Regions from separate parts of the Mus musculus genome. Here all the other regions are linked to region 1. A link is a contact called in public HiChIP or PLAC-seq and promoter capture Hi-C data. All regions are on one chromosome and are shown on one strand. The core of a region is the stretch at or near the end of the contact, and the rest is flanking DNA. Distances in the headings are between cores, read along the strand shown. Region 1 holds the start of Dclre1c (DNA cross-link repair 1C). Region 2 overlaps Fam107b (family with sequence similarity 107, member B). Region 3 overlaps Fam107b (family with sequence similarity 107, member B). Region 4 overlaps Fam171a1 (family with sequence similarity 171, member A1). Region 5 has its middle 18 kb from the start of Fam107b.

Region 1 (2,790 bases), core at 88-2,587:
TCTCTCAGTTAAGATATCTACTTAAATACAAATAAGTAACAAAGCCAATTACCTGCATTCCAGCCTTCTTTTCAAGGAAGGAGCCCTTAATCCTTTCATGTGATCTACAAGGAAAAGAATTAGAAATCATAACCATGTTTTGTTTGATTTGGTTTTTTAGAGGATTTCTCTTCCCTGCAACAGCTGGGTTGTCTTTGTAAGCTTCCTACTGTGAGAAACTACCTAAGGCTCACCATTCTGAGCAAATAGATTCCCACAGGCCTTTGGCTCTTCTGCACATGACGAACCTTTCAGAGTAGGGAACAGGAACCACTAAAAAGGGTTAGACCCTGAGCTGATGAAAGCTATTCAAGTCCCACCTGGGTCAGGGGACATACGCAGGAAGATCAAGTGCGAGTATGAGAACCTGGGTGGGCTGATATGACTCCACCTAGGATACGTGAAGCTCTGCCCCACAACCTAAAATAAGTAAATAATAAAGAAGAAAAATGGGGGACACTTGGCCAAGCTTATCGACTGGTTGTACACACACACACACACACACACACACACCCAAGAGTATAGTGTGAGAAACATTTGTGTGTGTGTGGGGGGGGGGGGGTTAAAGGGAGCGAGGGAGGGAGGGAGAGGGAGGAGGAGAGACAGAGAGACAGAGATAGATGTACAGATCGATCTTGGGCTCTTGCCAAATATCTCCGGGATGTAGAACTTCTGAAACACGTGCCTGTGTGAGAGAGGGGCATTTCGCTCTTACCTAATGTCTTTGGGTGTAGACGTTCTGAAACGTGTTTTCCTTACTCGAGATAAACGAGAATTAGGGAAGTTTGGGCATGAGCTAATTAATTAAGCCTTACCAAACATACCCTCCGCTGGGACAGCAACCAGCACTTCTAACAGCTCTGCCTTACCACAGCGTCCAGGTCTGATTGCAACCGGAGCTGGGGTTAGGAGCTGGGGTTACAGAGGTGGTACAGACCAGGAGCTCAATAAAGCCAGAGGTTAAGCGCCAACTGGCATTAGGAGTGCTTCCCAGTGCCTCGCGGAGTCCCAGCCTGTCCTCCCCTCACCAGGTGCCGACCTCTGCCATTGCCTCTTCAGACCATAGCGCCCCTGAAATAGGTAACGAGAGGAGCTCACTCACCCTTGTGACAGTGCGAAAGGAAGTAGGCACGGGCTTTCAGGTTCTCCCTGTCGAAGCGGTCAATGGAGATGGTTGGATACTCCGCCATCTGTCCCTGGAAGGAGCTCATCGCACCCGGGAACACTAGACCCAAAGCCCACCTCGGAAACAGAAGCACACACTGACCCTGGGCGCCACTTCCGGGAACCTGCGCACCGCCTACCCATAGGCCGGCAGAGCTCAGCCACATCCAATCAAAGGACCCTTGAGGTAGGGGCGGAGCCAATGGGCATCCAATCCTGATCCAGCCTCCCAAGTCCCTTGGTTTAAATAACTGCACCAGCTGGGCACGGAGAAACAGCTGTGCGTAGTTTGTGGGTAGCACTGGCTGGTCATGGAAAGTCACGTTCCTGCCAGAAAGCAAGAAAAGACACCGAAGTGTTTGTTGCGCAATGCAGATCTGCCCGCATCTGTGGAGGAACCAAGGCAGGAAACGAAACACAACTGAGAATGGAGGCCAGAGAGCTTCCCTTTTCTTAACCATATTGCCTTGCATTTCCTCAGATCTAGTGAAGATCGAGTTCTTTTCACTTTTTTAAAAATCTTATCCCAATTTGTATTTTATAGGGTAACCACGAGGATTGGATGAGTCATTGCCTCTGACTCTTGGTTAGTAGATTCCATTGGTAGTTGCTCCCTCTTCTGTATTATATAAGCTAACTATATTTTGAAGGCTACAATTCAGACATAGATTCTTAGAGCAGGGGTGGGGGGAGTAAAGATTCCATTGATCTGCTGGCCTCCAGTAATCATTTAAGTTGTACTTTGAGGAAGTCAGAAGGATATATAAAGAGACAGAGGGAGAGGATGGGGGGCAGGGTGGGAAAGTGTGTAGTAATCATACTAAGATCCACCAAAGACTTTGTCAGTGGCATTTATTTTCTCCTTCCTAGCAAGTTCTCCTCAGATACTCAGCACTGTTGATCAACTGGAACCTCCAAACCCTGCTATGCAGAACACTTTGGCAAGCCTTGTGGAGGTAAACAGGAAAACTGAAAAGAAGCAGTGTCTGCAAAAACTGAGCGACTGGTTTTAGTACTGTGGGGAGATTAGAATGTTGCAGATCCAGAAGCGAATTATCGTATCTTGAGCTAGTTCTAGCCCTTGGGAATAGCCATCCCTTGTTTATCTCTGTTGGAATTAACATCTTGTGAGTAACAGATGAAAACCTTTTGGAATCTCCTAGTTTAGCAGACCACTATTTTCACCTAACCCAAAAATTAAGAACGTCATCAGATAGCATCTCGGGCCTATAGAAAAGCTTTCTCATCTTTGCTCTCCGATGTACACTAAATATGACCTGACTTAAGACTTTCTTCTATAAAACTGTGAAACTCTTTCCTTGTTGGAACATGGAATTTAGGATGACCCAAATCTCTGTTCCAGCCCCAAGGTTATTAAAAATGGCCCCAGAATAAACTCTCTTTTTCCCTTTAAGATGAGGTTTCTCGATCCACAGTGGTTACATGGCTAACTCTGATGTGCCATCCGAGTTCAGCACATTTGAAAAGCCACAAAAATGAAGAATATGACAAGAATATTTTCACAGAGGCAGAAGTGATCATGGGATGATGCCAGGAGTAAGCTCTGAGCAGAGGGGTCGGAATGCC
Region 2 (2,790 bases), core at 175-2,674, 340 kb before region 1:
TTCCTCCCACATATAATTCCATCCTCCAGAACAATGAAAACTCCATACATCTTTCAAAGACCTAGCTTGTTTGTAAACAACATAGTATTCCTAAATGGGATAGCTCCCTCTTATCTCAACTGAAGTGGAAGATTCAACCCAGCGCTCTCCTGCTCCCAAGGACTTAACACTTAGTCCTCTGCCCTAGAAGCTAACTTTCCATACCATCTGTCTTAGTCAGGGTTTCTATTCCTGCACAAACATCATGACCAAGAAGCAAGTTGGGAAGGAAAGGGTTTGTTCAGCTTACACTTCCATGCTGCTGTTCATCACCAAAGGAAGTCAGGAACTCAAACAGGTCAGGGAGCAGGAGCTGATGCAGAGGCCATGGAGGGATGTTCTTTACTGGTTTGCTTCCCCTGGCTTGCTCAGCCTGTTCTCTTATAGAACCCAAGACTACCAGCCCAGGGATGGCCCCACCCACAAGGGGCCTTTCCCCCTTGATCACTAATTGAGAAAATGCCTTACAGCTGGATCTCATGGAGGCATTTCCTCAACTGAAGCTCCTTTCTCTGTGGTAACTCCAGCTGTGTCAAGTTGACACAAAACTAGCCAGTACACCATCTCTGGTGTGTCTCTGCAAAGACAGATTCTAACAGCACAGCAGAAAGACCTCTGGCCACCACCTCTTCCCACCTCAAGCACAATGCCTCTTGCCTAAGCCACATGAAGCAGAAGCAGTCACACCATGACACCATCTATTAGAAATCTGGGGCTGTCAATTACTTGTGCCCTTGGTTGAGTCCCATGAGACCTGCTGTGCCTCAAGTCTTACTCCATTCACATTGCTTTGCTTGCCACAGCCCACCCACCCCCTGCACTGGGTATCACACTAAGGGTCACCCAACAATGTACTAACTGGAGGATGCACATACTGAGGGATCAAAATACACTGGAGTCACTAACCTCACTAGGTTCTTTCTTCTCTGACTCTGCCACTGTCATTTCTTTCTGTCCCCATGGGATACAGTAAATACTTCTGTCAGGATCCTAAAATTCTAACTTTTGTCATCCCTCCTCTTAAGCCAGCAGAGGAGAGACCTGACTCTTCCAAATTCCTTGTCCTGAGAAATACCACATGTTGTTCCGCTGAATGTGACTAGGAGCTATTCATGCCAAGCCTAGACGGTGGGCCTTGGGTTTACAAAAGAAGCCGTGAAACAAGGAGGGCAGGCAGGCCAGCACACGCTCTGAGCAAAGTCCTTCTCTAACCTGCTCTCAAGTGCTTGGCACAAGTTCTAGACAAGTTCTATTTGCTAGAGATCTGTACAGGGAACCTGTGTTCATTTTCCCAAGTAACTGCTCTGCTTCCTCTTAAGATGGCTCAGTGGAAGTCCATACACAGGACTGGGCTGGAGAACGGATCAGCAGAAAAGGCATGTGTGCCAGCCCCGAGGACTTCAGTTCAGTTCCCAAATTTAACATGAGGAAAGGACAGAAACAACTTCCTCATACTGTCTTCTGACTGCCAAAGGTTTGCTGTGACATCCATTAGTATGTGCAAGCCATCACCAAGGTTTTAGCCACCAACAGATAACACAGATTTGTGTCAGGTGCAAAATAAATACTAGAATAATAAGTTCATATAAATGTTCCCCTGAAATAATTAGTAGCTAGTTAATATGCAACACATGAATCTAAATAAACCTCCAAGCAACTGAAAGGCTGCCTAATTGATGATCCTGTTAATAATTGATTGCCCAATACTCACTGGCCTTAAAAATTGCTTCAGACTGATACATAATACCTATCATGTCTGAGAGTGGCCAGTATGCACTTTAGATGGAAGAGTGTCCCTTTCTCCTGCATAAAGTGTTTTGAAGAAGTCTGAGGTTCAAGGGCCCTGGGTTCCACTGGTACAGCACTCTGGTCTAAGAGTGTCACCCAGTGGTAAAAGGCACAAGGTGTGCTCAGAGCCACTGGCACTCTCCTAAAGAAAGCACTGGCCATTATTCCGTCACTACAAGGAAAAAGAAAAAAAATTATTTTGAATTACAATACAGTAACTAGCAGATAATTTCTAAAACATAAAGAGGAGAGAGCCATTCTCTGTCCAAGACTACTCAGAAGCATCAGTGAGCCACACAGGAAGAAGAGCCACCCCTGTGAGCAGCAGCACTGCAGGCAGACCTGAGCCCACAACCCCAGGCCGAAGAAGTGACTAGAGTGAAGCTGGCTCTCAGCTCTGCTGTCTGTACCAGATGTGCCCGCTACAGTTCTGCCATCTTAGTGTGAGAGCTGAGGACTCTCAGCATCCAACTCCACTCCAAGGTAGGCTCTTTGATTCCACAAATTAAGAGAAGACCAAGGAAGAAAAGGAGGAGGAAGAAAGAAACAGGACCTGGGAGGTGGCTCAGCAAGTAAGATAAGCCAAATAAGCTCAGCCGACGACCTGCACTTGATGCCCAGGACCCACAGTGGAAGGAGAGAACTCATCCTGAGAGCTGTTACCTGACCTCCAAAGAGCTCCACAGCATGTGCATACACACACAGACACCCTCCAACACAAAGACAGGCACGCACGTAATAACAAATACATTTTTTAAAGGAGCAACATAAACTTCACTTGTTTACATGGTGAAGCTCAACTGAAAATAATCAGTTTCCTGGGGCTATAACTCAATGGTAAGGCCCCTGTTTGGCATGTATGGGTCCTTGGGTTTGATCTCCATCATTGCTAAACAAACAAATGAATAATGAAAATGTACTTATCTGTACAAAGGAAAAGCTAAGCCAGATGACCTGGAGGTC
Region 3 (2,790 bases), core at 114-2,613, 310 kb before region 1:
TAAATTCTGCAAGAAGAAAAGAAATTGCTTTCTAATTTGTGCATATCTGGTCACAACCAGCCGGTAGCAGGAAGTCTGCGTCCAGATCCATTTTATCCCAGAGATCAGACTAGTCTACATTACTCTGCACCCCATCTGTGCACAGCAGGAAAGGAAATATGACATCCTATACTCACAATGCAGCTTCCTGGTGGCCTTTCATGAAAACAGATTTTGTTGGCCTTTGCCGTAAGCTGTTCATAAAAGTAAATTATCCAAAAGAATCAATAAAGAATTGGACACAGCCTCTTTCATGGAACACAGCTTCTTTCATAGAACGAGGTAGGAGCCAGAGCTTCTAGATTTTCTATATTGGGTGTTTATATCACCCTGTACTAAGCCTCACTACAAAGCATAAAAACTCAGAAAAAAATTGTTGTGTGGCACCTGAGACACCAGGCAAACAGCAGCCACAGGAGCAGGTCACACAGATGCACACTTCCCAGTCAATCCCTGATGGTAAGGAAGCATTTTACCCCGGGACTCCAGCCATGAGTGCTGGCATGTACCTGTAATCCCAGTGCACAGGAGGCAAAGGCAGCAAGATCCATTCCCAACCCCCCTCGAAAACAACAGGTCCTAACCCAGACCCACATCTATGTGTCATAATATACTAGTGGTTATGTCACCCATTTTCTCCTGCATTTGTGTCTTAAAGTAGATTGCTAACACACCTTGCAAAAATATCCAGCTCCAGGTAAATGGACAAGCAAAATGAGCTATCTGCATACAATGGGAAATCATTCACCCAGAAAAAGAAAACATCTGACCCGTGCTATGACCTGGACGAAACTTCAGAACAACAGACTCGGTGCAGTAAGATGAAAAACAAATATTGTACCACTGCACTAATGCAAAGCCCTTCATGTGGTCACATTTATAAAGAAGACAGAACAGTGGTAGCCAGGGATGGAGGAGAAGAAGAGGACCCCAGCTCTGCTCCTAGCAGCCATACTGGGGGTGGCGGGAGGCTCACAACCATCTATAACTCTGGAAGATATGGCATCCTCTTGTGGCTCCAGGGGCACCACACATGACAAATACTCACACAGACACATGCACATATAAACATAAATAAAAAATCAAATGTTTAAAACTATATAACTTTTTAGAAAGTATTTTCTTTCCGAAATGTATGCTGCCTACTGTGTTTGCCCTTCAGCTCACAGTATGGCAGCGGCATGATTTCTGCTTGAACCCAGATATAGAGTCCTTTAAACTCGGGCTATAACCTGTGCTTATCAAAGCACACATCCACACTGACCCTGCTGGGTAAAAAGGAACTTGCTTTTCAAGAAAAGAAAATGTATACTGGTAATCCACAGCCTTCTATTCACATAACACTCCGGAAGAAAATGAGCCACTTTGTCTCCTAAACATCTTTGGACAGTTAAGATTTCTGTGACCACAGCAGGTCAGGAAGTACAGTTAATTAAAACCATTTTTTTTTGAAAGAGGTACACTCATTTAAGAATGGCTCCTAGTCAAAATTCTTCCCAACTGGATAGTCCTAAAGCTGACATCTATGCTAAAATTGAATAAAGTAAGGAGCAGTCACAGAGTAAAATGATAAAGTCTCCATTTCTAAATCTAAAGCTTTTGTTAATGTGAAGCATCCCCCCCAGCTTCCCTCAAGACACTCCAGAGGGTAACCGGCTTGTCCCATGTCATACAGATACTGCCCCACTCAGGAGTTTAACGCAGTCCACGAACTCAGTCTCATCTTTGCGCATCTGTCTTCACTTTGCCAAAGCTTTCCTAGTAATTTCTTCAATGTTAAAAATACAGTGAAGAAAATTCCAGAATAAGCAAGCTGCTTCCCTGCCATCGCTACACATTTCCTTTGATGATTCTGAAATAATAATGGTTTATAAATATGACAAGTCTTCACTGGGGCGCGGAACCCGTCTCAGAGTTGCTGAGAGATGAGGAGCTTGCCAGGCTGTTCGCTTTCTAGCCCTGTTTATAAAATAAACCACAGCAGCCCGCAGGACTTATTTTCCATTCAGGAAGCCATTCAGAAGGCAAGAAAGCTACGAACTATACTTTCTTGTAGAAGAAAAAAGTCATTTTGGGAATTCCTGTTACAAAATGAAATTTTAACTATTGGGATTGGAGAGATGGCTCATCCGTTAAGAGGGCTTGCTGCTATCCCAGAGGATCAGAGCTCAGTTCCTAGCACACATATGTGAGGAAGGCTCATAACTGCCTATAAATCCAGCCCAAGGAGATATGATACCCTCTTCCTGTCTCTGTAGCACCCGCACTCAGGCACACACACACTTGCTCTCTCACTCACCTCTCAGTAAAGACAACTATGACTATTGTAGAAGAGATTAAAATGAGGAGAACTGGGCAGGAAAGGATATCTGTGTATCCTGCCTCATAAATCACTGCTGAGGGCTGACGGTAACAGAATCCAAACTGTCCAGAGTGTGCTCAGTGATTTCATCTGCACTCACGTAATCATCTCTCGGCCAGACTCCCCAAAAAAGACACAACATTTTCATTTAAACTCAAGCAAAACCTAAGAACGCGACCCCATGTTTTCTCGTAAGGCTACTACTGTTTGAGTCTGAAATGGTCTGCACCAGCTCACATGCTCGGACATTCGCTCCCCAAATGGAAAGACTATCTGGATACGTTATGAAGCCTTTAAATTTGAGGAATAGCTGTGGAAAGTAGGTCACCAAATATGGACCTTGTGATTGTGACTCTCAAAGCAAGGGCACCATCACACCCTCATCTCCC
Region 4 (2,790 bases), core at 185-2,684, 280 kb after region 1:
GCAAGTATGTGTCTTGGCTCACGACTCTCTGTTTCCAGCTCCAGGGCATCTGAGATCCCTGGCCTCCATGGGCACCTGCACTCACAGGCACATACCCAGACAGACATATGCACATATAATTAATTAAAATATAAATATTTAAAAGTGATTTTTAACACTGTGTACTTGAGCCTTAGCATTGATTGTGGTAAGCATATGACACGCAGGCTTTTACTTTTAAGGGGTAATCAGAGTCCCCTCGTCCCTGCTTTTCTTGCTAATGGAACCCCAGTTTTGTCTGGTGTCAGCTTGGGTGAATGCAGTCTGAAGGCCCAGGTCACGCTGGTGAGGCAGGGTATGGTATGTTCTGAGCCCACTGGGAACTTAGGGAAAGACTTTGCAGAGTCCTTCCTATCTGCACACTGCCCAGCCCCAGCTGTGACCCTCTGGACTAGAGACACCATGCTGAGTTTTAGACAGTGCACTGGCCAGCTGAGGCTGAGCAGCAGTGTTGGTCCCCCGATCATGGAACTAAGTGACTCAGCATCCCAGGTGGGTCCTGAGCAGTTGCTTAGTGATGGTTTCCAGGTTACTGCACAGTGCACTCAGGCCTGAGCCTGGCTGGGGTGGGGATTCCGTGCCCCCCCCTCCCCCCCCCGCGACTGTGAGTATCTTCATGTTTTCATGTTTCCTCCCACTTGTCTGAACGAAGCCAGATACATTTCACACGAGAAAACCTCCATTTCTCTAGTAGGTATGACATGAGAAAATACGGGAGCCTTCTTCCTACTGCTTGTCCAGTTAAGGCTAAGTGGTTTACTAGAAATATGGCTGCCAACAGAGCCTACCTACGTCAAACACTAAGCTGTTCCTTTGAAACATTACCACAGCTGCAAATTGAGAGCTAAAACTTGCACTGCCAGTAATACATGGTGACAGCATTAGTGTATAAGATACAGGGTTCTCCACTTATGTTGAATTTTAGAAAATAATTTAAATAGTTCTGTGAAATATTTGAGACATATTTAGACTAAAAAAATGTTCAGAGTAGAATGTAGCTCATTGATAGAGCAGATATTTAACATGTCCAGGGCCCTAGGTTCCTCTGAGCCAAACCTCTTCATTCACTGCTTTCCTAAAATGCAAGCTGAATTATGTGTTCTGTAGTTTATCTGGCAAACCAACTGATAATCAATTCCAAAATAATTGTCTTGCTTTGTGTTTTTAGGATACTTGGTTACTTTCTTCGTTTGGGGAGAAAGGAAGAACAATATTACAAGGTGAAAATATCTGTAGACCCTGAGTCAGTTGTCTAGTATTCTAAGGCACAGGCCTTCTGAGAATATAGAACCCTCCTCTCTCTCAGGGACTTTTTAAAGGACTAGTTACGGTAAGGCCCTGAACAAAGGACAGAGCAGAAAGGAAACCTCTGTTGCTGGCCACAGCTGAGTACATCTAGCAAACAAAGGATAGATTCAGCCTCCACCGTGGGTCTCTCTGAATGCTCAAACAAACCCCACGTAGAAGACAGAGTGGATGGGATGAAATTGGATCTGCCTAATCTCATAATTATGAACTTCTCTTTCCTCCTCCTTTTTTTTTGGCTTCTGGGAGAGGTGCTGAAAAGACAGAAAAGAGGGAGGAGAGAAAGAAAGGAAACTGGCACCATCAGATCTGCTCTTGACAAACACCATTGAGAGCTAGATGAGGCAAGGGAGGGTCCAGCTTGGGGAGAGACAGATGCACAGTGTGGATGGACAAACAACCACAATGCAGCGTGGGGGTGTGTCCTGTGACCCTCAGCACCCAGGACAAGGCCCAGAATAAGTGGTTGTTTGATACACAGAGAAGAGAGCACACAGGCCTGGAGCTGGAGGACCAGAGATAGTCTCCCAAAGGGATGACTCTTGATGCTGTGAGGAAAGTGACAAGGGTTCGGTGAAGCCAAGATACACCAGGAAGGAGGGAAGAGCAGTTTGCCTAGCCAGTGTGCTTGAGACATACACACATGGAAGACAGCAGCCCAGGCGAGTGGCCATGAGAACCATCTGGACCAGATACTGATGGAGGAGTATCTGGTCCAGAACTGAAGACTAAGTAGAGAGAAAGTTTTTAAGAGGTCAGAAATGGATGCCTGGTTCATTTTTCCTCCAAAAAGGAAACCAAGGAAACAAAGGACCCAAATGAGACTAAGAAAAAAATAGAATTTGTTCATGCAGCAAAGGACCAGGGGGAGATCATCAGAATTCCAAAACAATGATGTCAGACCAAGAACCCTAGATTAGAAATGAGACATATACTTGGGCTGAGCCATAGGAGATATGGAGAGTAGACAGCAGTTGTCCTGGTAACGGAATGAAAGAAATTAGTAAGTTGAGTGCTAGCATCACAGGTTCTTGGGCAGGAGAGGTCTTAAAATCTGTTTAGAGAGGAGACGATGCCACAGGGAGAGGGGTGGACAGTGTGCCAGCACTGGACACTCTGGATACCTGTCGCGGTTTCCAGTCCCACTGAGCAGGGATCAGACACAGCCCAACTCTGTCTGCAGTCCCATGATGGGGACCTGCCACGTATTTGTTCACAGAGGGTGTGGAGGTGGGCGGTTCATGCAGCAGAAGACCAGGGGATCCAGATGCACTTAATTCACTTAGAAGCACACACTAAAACAAAAGCCTCTAAAAAAGGAAACTCTGTTCACTGGGATCAAAGTTTCAGAGGCTAAAGTCTGGAGTAGGGGCTGGGAGTGCAGCCAAGAATCCCTACAGACATAAGCTAGAGAAAGGTCACTTGGGCAGTGGTACCTGAACCACT
Region 5 (2,790 bases), core at 99-2,598, 270 kb before region 1:
TCCTAATATTTGTTAGTATGTATGGTAATAGTGTGTAGTATGTTTTGCTTGACAAAAACCACCCAGCTGCTTTTCAGCATGTATAGATTCCCACCAGAAGGGCGTAAAGGATCCAGATTATAGATTTCTACATTATCAGTGTTTTTGAGTTTTGCAATTCTTGGAGGTATATGGTACTTTTGATTTTCAGTATTATGATACTGAACATATTTTTTGTGAACTCACTTGCTGTCTCTAAACCAATCCACAGTGAAGAGTCTGAGAAATTCTTTTAACCACTATTTTTGGTTGTGTGTTTTCTAAATGAGTTGTAAGAGGTGTTTTTGTTTGTTTCCTCTTCTCCTCCTTTTCTTTTCTCCCTTTTCTTTTTCTTTTGAGACAGGATCTCACTATGTTGCCTAGACTGGCCTCTCAATCCTCCTGCCTCAGTCAGCACAGTGCTGGGATTCAGGCTTATGTAACTACACCTTGTTTGTTAAGATTGTTAAAGGGTCTTTGCTTGTTGGTTTCTATGTTTTTACTCCCTTGACGGCTTTATTGATTCTTTCTTACTTACTTACTTACTTACTTACTTACTTACTTACTTACTTACTTGAGACAGCTTTACTCAGGATCATCCTCCTGTCTCAGCCTCCCAAGTGCTAAGATTACAGGTGTGAGCACCAAAAGACACTCTATGAGTGTTTGAAAAGTATTTTCTGCTTATCTGCAACTTTTCAAAAACTATTTTCTTAGTTCCTTTTGATAAAAAATAAACCCTTTTAAAGTATGAAGTGGCGTGAGTCCTTTTTTGTTGTTGTTGTTGTTACTGTTTTTGGATCCTCTATGAAAACAAATTGGCCCAAATCAATATTCCAAATACTTCCTCTTGTGTTTTCTCCCAGTGTTTGAATATTTTTACATGTTCGTATGGTGCTCAACACGGTGGCCCCCTTTTGCTGTTCCTTTCTTTCGTTGTATAGTCACTCTGTTGACATGGCTTCATTTATTTAAAGTGCCTGGCACATTGATTACTTTGTTCTGAATGATGCTTATCACACATCAGTCGATTGTGCAAGTGTGGGTGTGCTTGGGTCAGCTTCCAGGCCTCTCTGTTCTGTTCCTTGTGTCTGGTGAGCTGTCCTCCCATGATATCACAGCACTCTTTGCCTTGCTGTATTAAATGCCTTGAAATTAGGCCATGTGGATTGTCTACTTCTGTCATTCAGAAGTTGTTTTTGTTGCCCACGTTCCTTTGTTATTCATACTCTCTAGTTGTACAAGTTTGATTGTCCAAGTATCTGGTGATTGTTTGCTTGTTTGAGACAAATTCTCATGATGTAGCTCTGACTGTCCTAGGTGGAGCTCATTATGTCAACCAAGCTGGCCTGGGATCAGAAAACTGCCTGCCTCTGCCTCCAAATGCCCAGCTCTATTTGCTAGATTTTTTTTTTTTTTCAGAATCAATGGTAACTCAATCACTGAGCACAACAACTAACATCCAAATTTATGAGCCATTCTAAGTTAAATTCACCAGTAGTGGATACAAATGGATCCACCACCTGAAACAGGGTCTCTGCTATCTACATTTTTTTTTCATCTCACATTCTCGGGCTCATTCTCCTCTTCTCCCTCTCCATCCATCTTTCTGACCTGGAGGTCCCACCTACTCACCCAGTGATTGGTTTCTTTGTTTATTAGAAGGGTCACAGGAAGTTCTGAATATGTGATTCACTCCTAGTCCCACACAGCCCCTCTTGGGGAAGGTGAATTAGCATCAAAATACAAACAGCACCAGGGCTACCCACAAGACTTCCCCCTTTCTGTCCAATTAAAAGACTCTTATCTCAGATATAAATTGAGCACAGCTATTAACATTTTGCAATTTATAAAGCACAAAAGAGACCTAACACCCAGTCCAAAATTTTTATCAATTAAATAGAACCCTGTCATCTATCTTAACTTAAAAGACTTATAAATCTATATGTTATCACCTGGTTTAGCTTGTATACTATCTGAAAACTATCTTCTTAAATATATTCTCTCAATGCTAAATAGCCTGGGTTGGTTATGAGACTATAATTAGTCTTCAATCCCATCAGAAATCTGAGAATGACCAATATTATCTGAAAATATAGGAAGCCTAGCACATCTTCCAGAACTGAGACAAGTTGTAGAGACAGCTGCCTACCTATACAGCTCCTATATGTCAGGAAGTTGGAGCATCAGTCTTTAGCCTTCTGGCCCAGGATCATCTGACAGACCTTTGTACTGCAGAATTTTGAAGGACTGATTACCCTGACTTGGCAGAGATTATGAGTCGACTATTCCGCATAGTGTGTCCTTTTTCTGGATGGTATTTAGTCTATAGATGAATAGGCAATTTCTGCCCAGTGGCCACCTAGCCACTGTACTACCTCAACTGGAGGTAGAGACACTCAATTTCTTCTTTGAATCCACAAAAGGGGAGCTGCTAAGAGCAGATATGTCTCAACAACAAAAGAATAAATAACATTAAATGTCACATTGTGTGGATTTCTGACATTTTTGAAAACCTATGTAAAGTATGAAAACCTATGTAAAGTAAAAAAGCTATGTAAAGTCATCTGGACAGTTGTCTGTTAACTACTCTCAACTATTTCTAATTAAATTATCTGAAAACACCTTAACAATAAACTCAGAGCCATTAATTTGTTACCTGGCCCTTAACTCACAGGCTTAAACATCTCAGATCAGTTTGTAATGGCATTTACAGAAAGACTGGGTCCAAACCTTGTACTTTTAAAATTTTTTATATCAAAAGAAGAAATT

Evidence for each region. Promoter capture Hi-C pulls out the DNA fragments that hold promoters and counts their contacts. HiChIP or PLAC-seq counts read pairs in DNA pulled down with a chosen protein or histone mark.
Region 2: a Foxp3 HiChIP or PLAC-seq map of regulatory T cells shows a contact between it and region 1, with 7 times the contacts expected there. The contact joins the enhancer-like site here to the promoter of Dclre1c in region 1. A contact is called at or near these places in 14 of 39 promoter capture datasets (the 3T3-L1 cell line, 3T3-L1-derived adipocytes, the C10 cell line and 9 more), 1 of 15 datasets of contacts at CTCF or cohesin (large pre-B cells), 5 of 484 Hi-C or Micro-C datasets (the G1E-ER4 cell line, the N1E-115 cell line, Th1 cells and 1 more), 12 of 115 datasets of contacts at active chromatin or transcription factors (the 230-238 cell line, DN3 thymocytes, acute myeloid leukemia and 9 more) and 2 of 9 other capture datasets (adipose tissue and liver).
Region 3: a contact with region 1 is called in a promoter capture Hi-C map of the HPC-7 cell line, with 2.1 times the contacts expected there. The contact joins the enhancer-like site here to the promoter of Dclre1c in region 1. A contact is called at or near these places in 6 of 39 promoter capture datasets (the C10 cell line, the HPC-7 cell line, hematopoietic stem and progenitor cells and 2 more), 8 of 484 Hi-C or Micro-C datasets (B cells, CD8 T cells, granulocyte-monocyte progenitors and 4 more), 10 of 115 datasets of contacts at active chromatin or transcription factors (acute myeloid leukemia, bone marrow-derived macrophages, double positive thymocytes and 7 more) and 3 of 9 other capture datasets (adipose tissue, liver and macrophages).
Region 4: an H3K4me3 HiChIP or PLAC-seq map of stem cell-derived neural progenitor cells shows a contact between it and region 1, with 19 read pairs. The contact joins the enhancer-like site here to the promoter of Dclre1c in region 1. A contact is called at or near these places in 1 of 15 datasets of contacts at CTCF or cohesin (the NIH/3T3 cell line), 6 of 484 Hi-C or Micro-C datasets (Th2 cells, adipose-derived mesenchymal stem cells, embryonic stem cells and 3 more), 3 of 115 datasets of contacts at active chromatin or transcription factors (craniofacial prominence, embryonic stem cells and stem cell-derived neural progenitor cells) and 1 of 9 other capture datasets (adipose tissue).
Region 5: a contact with region 1 is called in a promoter capture Hi-C map of liver, with 5 times the contacts expected there. The contact joins the enhancer-like site here to the promoter of Dclre1c in region 1. A contact is called at or near these places in 10 of 39 promoter capture datasets (3T3-L1-derived adipocytes, the C10 cell line, the HPC-7 cell line and 5 more), 2 of 484 Hi-C or Micro-C datasets (CD8 T cells and the N1E-115 cell line), 1 of 115 datasets of contacts at active chromatin or transcription factors (bone marrow-derived macrophages) and 2 of 9 other capture datasets (adipose tissue and pancreatic islet).

Annotation. Positions count from the first base shown.
Region 1 is chr2:3,422,678-3,425,467 of GRCm38.p6, reverse strand. It overlaps Dclre1c (DNA cross-link repair 1C), which reads right to left and starts at 1,337. Exons shown (of 14, transcript NM_146114.3): 1 at 1,142-1,337; 2 at 53-104. The coding sequence starts at 1,250.
Region 2 is chr2:3,759,080-3,761,869 of GRCm38.p6, reverse strand. All of the region lies in intron 1 of Fam107b (family with sequence similarity 107, member B), which reads right to left. Among named protein-coding and RNA genes, the nearest start is that of Fam107b, 47 kb to the right of the region's middle. Within about 2 kb of position 1,424, at least 27 of the 459 cell types and tissues checked have an H3K27ac peak or open chromatin away from gene starts, as enhancers often do. A contact at or near this core is called in the G1E-ER4 cell line, astrocytes, bone marrow-derived macrophages and 3 more, where this site is marked.
Region 3 is chr2:3,735,859-3,738,648 of GRCm38.p6, reverse strand. All of the region lies in intron 1 of Fam107b (family with sequence similarity 107, member B), which reads right to left. Among named protein-coding and RNA genes, the nearest start is that of Fam107b, 24 kb to the right of the region's middle. Within about 2 kb of position 1,363, at least 8 of the 459 cell types and tissues checked have an H3K27ac peak or open chromatin away from gene starts, as enhancers often do. A contact at or near this core is called in the HPC-7 cell line, where this site is marked.
Region 4 is chr2:3,138,460-3,141,249 of GRCm38.p6, reverse strand. All of the region lies in intron 1 of Fam171a1 (family with sequence similarity 171, member A1), which reads right to left. Among named protein-coding and RNA genes, the nearest start is that of Fam171a1, 21 kb to the right of the region's middle. Within about 2 kb of position 1,434, at least 50 of the 459 cell types and tissues checked have an H3K27ac peak or open chromatin away from gene starts, as enhancers often do. A contact at or near this core is called in neural progenitor cells and stem cell-derived neural progenitor cells, where this site is marked.
Region 5 is chr2:3,694,374-3,697,163 of GRCm38.p6, reverse strand. No RefSeq gene overlaps it. Among named protein-coding and RNA genes, the nearest start is that of Fam107b, 18 kb to the left of the region's middle. Within about 2 kb of position 1,348, at least 4 of the 459 cell types and tissues checked have an H3K27ac peak or open chromatin away from gene starts, as enhancers often do. A contact at or near this core is called in liver, where this site is marked.